Linked DNA regions of Sus scrofa: region 2 is linked to region 1. A link is a contact called in public HiChIP or PLAC-seq data. All regions are on one chromosome and are shown on one strand. Each heading gives the region's core, a stretch centred on a gene start, on an enhancer-like site or on the middle of the called end of the contact. The rest is flanking DNA. Distances are from core to core; before and after follow the strand shown.

Region 1 (2,700 bases), core at 20-2,519:
CAGGAGGTGGGACGGGCAGGGGTGGAAAGAACTCACGAATGTTCTCAGAACAAGGAATGAGTAAAAGTACAGACATCTGGCCCCAGGATTTTGCTGGCTCGGGGACGTCACTGTAAACCCACTAACACTAATTGCTTCCACGTCTGTTCCCATTTCTAGTGGAAATAAAATGCCTCTCTGGCTAATGGAAAATGAAACGCCTGCTTGCTCTTTGTTTACTGCTTTACCTAAGGGCTCTCTGCCCCACCACTCCTCCCCCTGGCCCCCCATCCTGAAACCCTTTATTTTTTGTCTTTTTAGGGCTGCACCTGTGGCATACGGAAGTTCCCAGGCTAGGGGTCGAATCAGAGCTGCAGCTGCCAGCCTACACCACTGCCACAGCAACGCGGGATCCAAGCTGCACCTGTGACTTACACTGCAGCTCGTGGCAAAGCGGATTCTTAACCCACTGTGTGGGCCCAGGGAGAGAACCTGCATCCTCATGAACTGGTCAGGTTCGCTTCCACTGAGCCAAAACGGGAACTCTCTGAAATCCTTTAAAAGGCATCTTGCACCAAGCCTTCAAGAGCCCAAAATGCACAGGGTAACATGGATCAGAAAGGATGCCTGTGTTCCTGCCAGGACCAGAGAACGCCTTAATCCCAGACTAAACAAATGCAGGGGGTGGGGAGAGGCAGAAAGTAGAGAGAGGCAGAGACAGAAAAGGGAAGGAATCCTACTTTGTTTTTAATTCACGCTTCCAAGAATATGGTAGAGCTCCTTACTTGACACAAAGTACCAAGATCTGAACCTCAACTTCTGAATTCAATTTGCCAAAGAAGGGGAAAAGATAAGTCCAGCTGAAATTGGGGTTTAAAGAAATGGACTTTCAACCCATTGGGCCTAGTAATACTTGTCCTTTAAAATGATGTAGAGAGCTCACAGGGAAGCCACTGACAGTCCTGCTCTAGCTTGGCTGCCTGTGTTTACCTCCGTGGCAGGACATATCACACTGATCTAGCTCCCAGGTCAGCAGGATGACAACTTAACACACCTTTCTACCTCCAGCACCAAGCATGGGTCTTGGCAAAGCTGAGGTATAGCACAGACCCCTGGCCATCCTTCCTCTCCCCCTAGTGGTTCTAGTGACAGAACCATTAAGTTATAGCTGGACCCACGTTGCCAAGAATAAAAACTACATTTCCCAGTGTCCCTTGCAGCTATGTGTGGCCATGTGACTTAGTTCCAGCCAATAGGATATGAGGAGAAGTGGTAAATAAACTTCCCATGGCGCAATTCTCCATCTCCCCACTTCTTGTACAAATGTGAATGGTGCGGGGAAGGCGGGTCGTTGGGCATCTTGGGCCATGTAGGCCAGGACAACACCCTAGAGATGCTGGTGCAACAAGACAGGAAGGATCCCGGACAGTGTGAAGCTTTCAGGCTGCTTTCAGCACTGCTGTGTGAGATCAAAATTGTTACTTTGGAACTGGGTTAGAGTAGCTGAAATTATATGCTTAGGATTTATTTGCTGAAGAAGAGAAAGGAGGATACCCCTAAAACAGAGAACCCCACCGTGATGGTTATTTTATATGTCAACCTGACTGGGCCACAGGGTGCCAGACATTTGGTTAAACGTTAATCTGGGGTACCTGGGAGGGTTTCCTGGATGCAGTTCCCATTTGAACTGGTAGACTGAGTAAAGCAGACCGCCCTCCCTAAGGTGGGTGGGCCCCATTCAATTAACTGAAGACCCTAGTCCGAAAGCTGAGTAAGAGGGAGCTCCTCCCGCCCTACTGTCTGAGCTGGGACATCAGTCTTTTCTTGCCCTTGGACAAAAACTGAAACTTCAGCTTTCTTGAGTCTCAAGCCCATTCGTCGGCTTTTAGACAAGAACTAACACCACTGGCTGTCCTGGTTCTCAGGCCTTTGGACTGGCTCCACGGGGTCGTCAGCTTACTGACTAGAGGTTTGGGACCCCTCAGTCTCCATAAATATGTGACCTCATTCCTTGTGATAAGTCTCTGCTTTTATTCCTGGCAACCATGGGTCCAACTGAAAGTTCATGGTTTTGTTATTAGAGAAGGAGGGGAGAACTGACTAAGGGGAGGGACCACCAGGGGTCTGTGCCACATCTATAATTTGCCAAGAGCCACGCTAGATGCTGGAGATAAAAGTGGTGTATAAGACGCAGTCCTGGAGTTCCCGTCGTGGCTCAGTGGTTAACAAATCTGACTAGGAACCACGAGGTTGCGGGTTCGATCCCTGGCCTTGCTCAGTGGGTGAGGGATCCGGTGTTGCCATGAGCTGTGGTGTGGGTCACAGTCGCAGCTTGAATCCCGTGTTGCTGGGATTGTCCTGGTATAGGCTGGCGGCTACAGCTCCGACTCGACCCCTAACCTGGGAACCTCCATGTGCCGGGGGAGCAGCCCAAGAAATGGCAAAAGACCCCCCCCCCAAAAAAAAAGTGATGTATAAGATGCAGTCCTGCCAACGGTCAAAGGGAAGATAGGCAAAGCACTAGTAATTACACCATACCACAAGATATAGACTGACTGATGGATAGACATAAACATAGACATAAACACAGATACATCTCCAATTGGTTGGTTATGTTTCTCCAGAGAACGCTGACCAATGCGCCACTGTTTGGCTCTCATTCTGGAGAGCCAGCCCCTGGTTCTTCCTCCCACTCCTACTGGTGAAGAATCTTACATTCCT
Region 2 (2,700 bases), core at 15-2,514, 95 kb after region 1:
CTCAGCTGGGTGGTTCTGCTGCCCTTGCAGCTGGTCACTCTGAGAACTACATTCAGCCAGGGCTCAGCCCAGGGCTGGACTCACCTGGCTTGCTAAGATAGCTAAGCTTCTCTCTCTCTGAGGGTCTCTCCCTGTGGGACTCTCCAGCAGGGTAGCCACACTACTTACATGGAGCTGGAGCTGCCAAGAACACAAGCCAAAGCTTATGGGCCTAAAGTTTAGGCCAGGAACTGGCAGAGAATTTCCTCTGTGTCATCCTAAAATAAAAGCAAGTCACAAGGCCAGTCTAGATTTAAGAGCTGGGAACTACACGAGTCTGTATACAGGTAGTGTAGTTCATTGGCCCGATTTTATATACTGTGATAATAGCATTACTAATACTATCACAAATGCCCTATCACACATTGAGATTTGTAAAGTTAAAATCTGTAGTGTTGGGAGTTCCCATTGTGGCTCAGTGGATTTTGAACCGGATTAGCATCCGTGAGGACTTGATCCCTGGCCGTGCTCAGTGGGTTAAGGATCCAGCATTGCCATGAGCTGTGGTGTAGGTTGGAGACGTGGTTTGGACCTGGTCTTGCTGTGCCTGTGGCAGGCAGCTGTGGCTGGTAGCTGCTGCTCTAATTTGATCCCTAGCTTGGGAAATTCCTTATGCCACAGGTGTGGCCCTAAAAAGCAAAAAACAAAGACAAAAACAAAAATCAAAAAACAGTGTACACAACTTAGAATAGATTTACAAGGAGATCCTGCTGAATAGCATTGAGAACTATGTCTAGATACTCATGTTGCAACAGAAGAAAGGGTGGGGGAAAAAATGTAATTGTAATGTATACATGTAAGGATAACCTGACCCCCTTGCTGTACAGTGGGAAAATAAAAAAAAGAAAAAAAAAAAAAAAAACAGTGTAGTGTTGATGTAGGACCCAATAAACAAATCAATGGATTAGAACAGAGAGCGTAGAAACAAACATCTACTTACATGGAAACCTGATAAATAACAGAAGTGTCATTATAGATTGGAAAGCATGGACTTTTAAAAGTTAGTAGGGATGGGACAAATGAGTCTTTACCCTAACGGTGGATTTCCACTGCCACACGTTCTGCAACTCTCCTCCCTGTAAGACGAGGCATGTAGTTCCCCTCCCACTGTGTGTGGGCTTGACTTGGTGAATAGAAGCGGGCTCACTTCTGATGAATAGAAAAGAGTAGAAGTGACAGAGTGTGGCTTTAGCAATTATGTCATATAAGGCACTGCAGCTTCCTGCTTGCTCACACTTTCTCTCTCTCTTGAGTGGATCCCTTGCTCTGGGGGAAGCTGGCTTCTGTGTCAAGTGTCATGAGGACTCTCGGGCAGCCTCATGGAGAGGTCTCTGTGGGGAGGAACTGAGGCCTCCTGACAACAGCCAAGGGGCTGAACCATCCTGGAAGCATAGCCTCCAGGTGACACCACCCCCACCTGCAACCTCAAAACCACCAGCTTAGCTGCCCCCAGATTCCCGACCCTCAGAAATTGTGAGGTAGTAAATGTTTGTGGTTCTCACCCATCAGGGTTTTGAGTAATAGTGATGTAGCAACAGGCAACTGACAAAAACTCTCACTTTCAACAAGAAATAAAATTGGATCCTTCCTCACACAAAACATTAGATCTTTTTAGAAAATAATGAGAGTTCCCGTAGTGGCTCAGTGGTTCATGAATCTGACTAGGAACCATGAGGTTGCCACTTCAATCTCTGGCCTCGCTCAGTGGGTTCAGGATCCGGTGTTGCCATGAGCTGTGGTGTACGTCACAGATGTGGCTCGGATCCTGCATTGCTGTGGCTCTGGCGTAGGCCGGTAGCTACAGCTCCAATTGGACCCCTAGCCTGGGAACCTCCATATGCCGCAGGTGCAGCCCTAGAAAAGACAAAAAGAGACAAAAAAAAAAAGAAAGAAAGAAAAATAAAATAGTAAGGGACAATATCTATGATTATCAAAGAGGTTTCTTTAATCAGACAGATAGGCAGACACATGCCATCAAAGACAAGATACTATCACCAGGGTTAAAAGAGAAATGACAAATACGGAGAAGATATATGCAACCTCCAGAATCCAAAACACATGGAGAACCCCATCGAAGATGTAAGTCAACGACAAACAGCCCAACAGAAAAATAGGTAAAAATAATAAACAGGTAATTCACGGAAGAGGCAACCCAGGTGACCTTTAAGCCATCTCACTAGGAACCAGAGCCATGCAGATTAAACCAGCATGAGATTCTATTTCTCATGCATCATAGTGAGAAAACTTAACGCATCTAAAACTATCAAGGCTTGATCAGGATGTGAGTGAATGGGAATTCTCATACATTTGCTGGTGGGATTATACATTGTTACACCCCTGGCGGATGCAGTTTGGCAGCTCGTAGTGAAACTAAACATGCAGATACACTGTGATCTGACAGCTCCACCTCTAGCGATTCTAGAGTTTCCAGAGAGAATTTCTGGCACCCTTGCCCAAGAAGACCCATACAAGGGTAGTTATTGCTGAACTGATGTGTGGCAGAGAAATATTTGAAACAACCTAAATGTTCATTCATAGAATACATAAATGAAAGATGGTATATTTAATTAATTAATTAATTAAAAAAATTTTTTTTGTCTTTTTGCCTTTTCTGGGCCCACTCCTGTGGCATACGGAGATTCCCAGGCTAGGGATCAAATC

The links. HiChIP or PLAC-seq counts read pairs in DNA pulled down with a chosen protein or histone mark.
Region 2: a contact with region 1 is called in an H3K27ac HiChIP or PLAC-seq map of alveolar macrophages. The contact joins two enhancer-like sites. A contact is called at or near these places in 1 of 5 promoter capture datasets (liver) and 1 of 2 datasets of contacts at active chromatin or transcription factors (alveolar macrophages).

The regions. Positions count from the first base shown.
Region 1 is chr7:9,774,877-9,777,576 of Sscrofa11.1, forward strand. The region is part of intron 1 of GFOD1 (glucose-fructose oxidoreductase domain-containing protein 1); the gene reads right to left. Among named protein-coding and RNA genes, the nearest start is that of TBC1D7, 67 kb to the left of the region's middle. Within about 2 kb of position 1,270, at least 6 of the 83 cell types and tissues checked have an H3K27ac peak or open chromatin away from gene starts, as enhancers often do. A contact at or near this core is called in alveolar macrophages, where this site is marked.
Region 2 is chr7:9,869,862-9,872,561 of Sscrofa11.1, forward strand. No RefSeq gene overlaps it. Among named protein-coding and RNA genes, the nearest start is that of GFOD1, 17 kb to the left of the region's middle. Within about 2 kb of position 1,265, at least 3 of the 83 cell types and tissues checked have an H3K27ac peak or open chromatin away from gene starts, as enhancers often do. A contact at or near this core is called in alveolar macrophages, where this site is marked.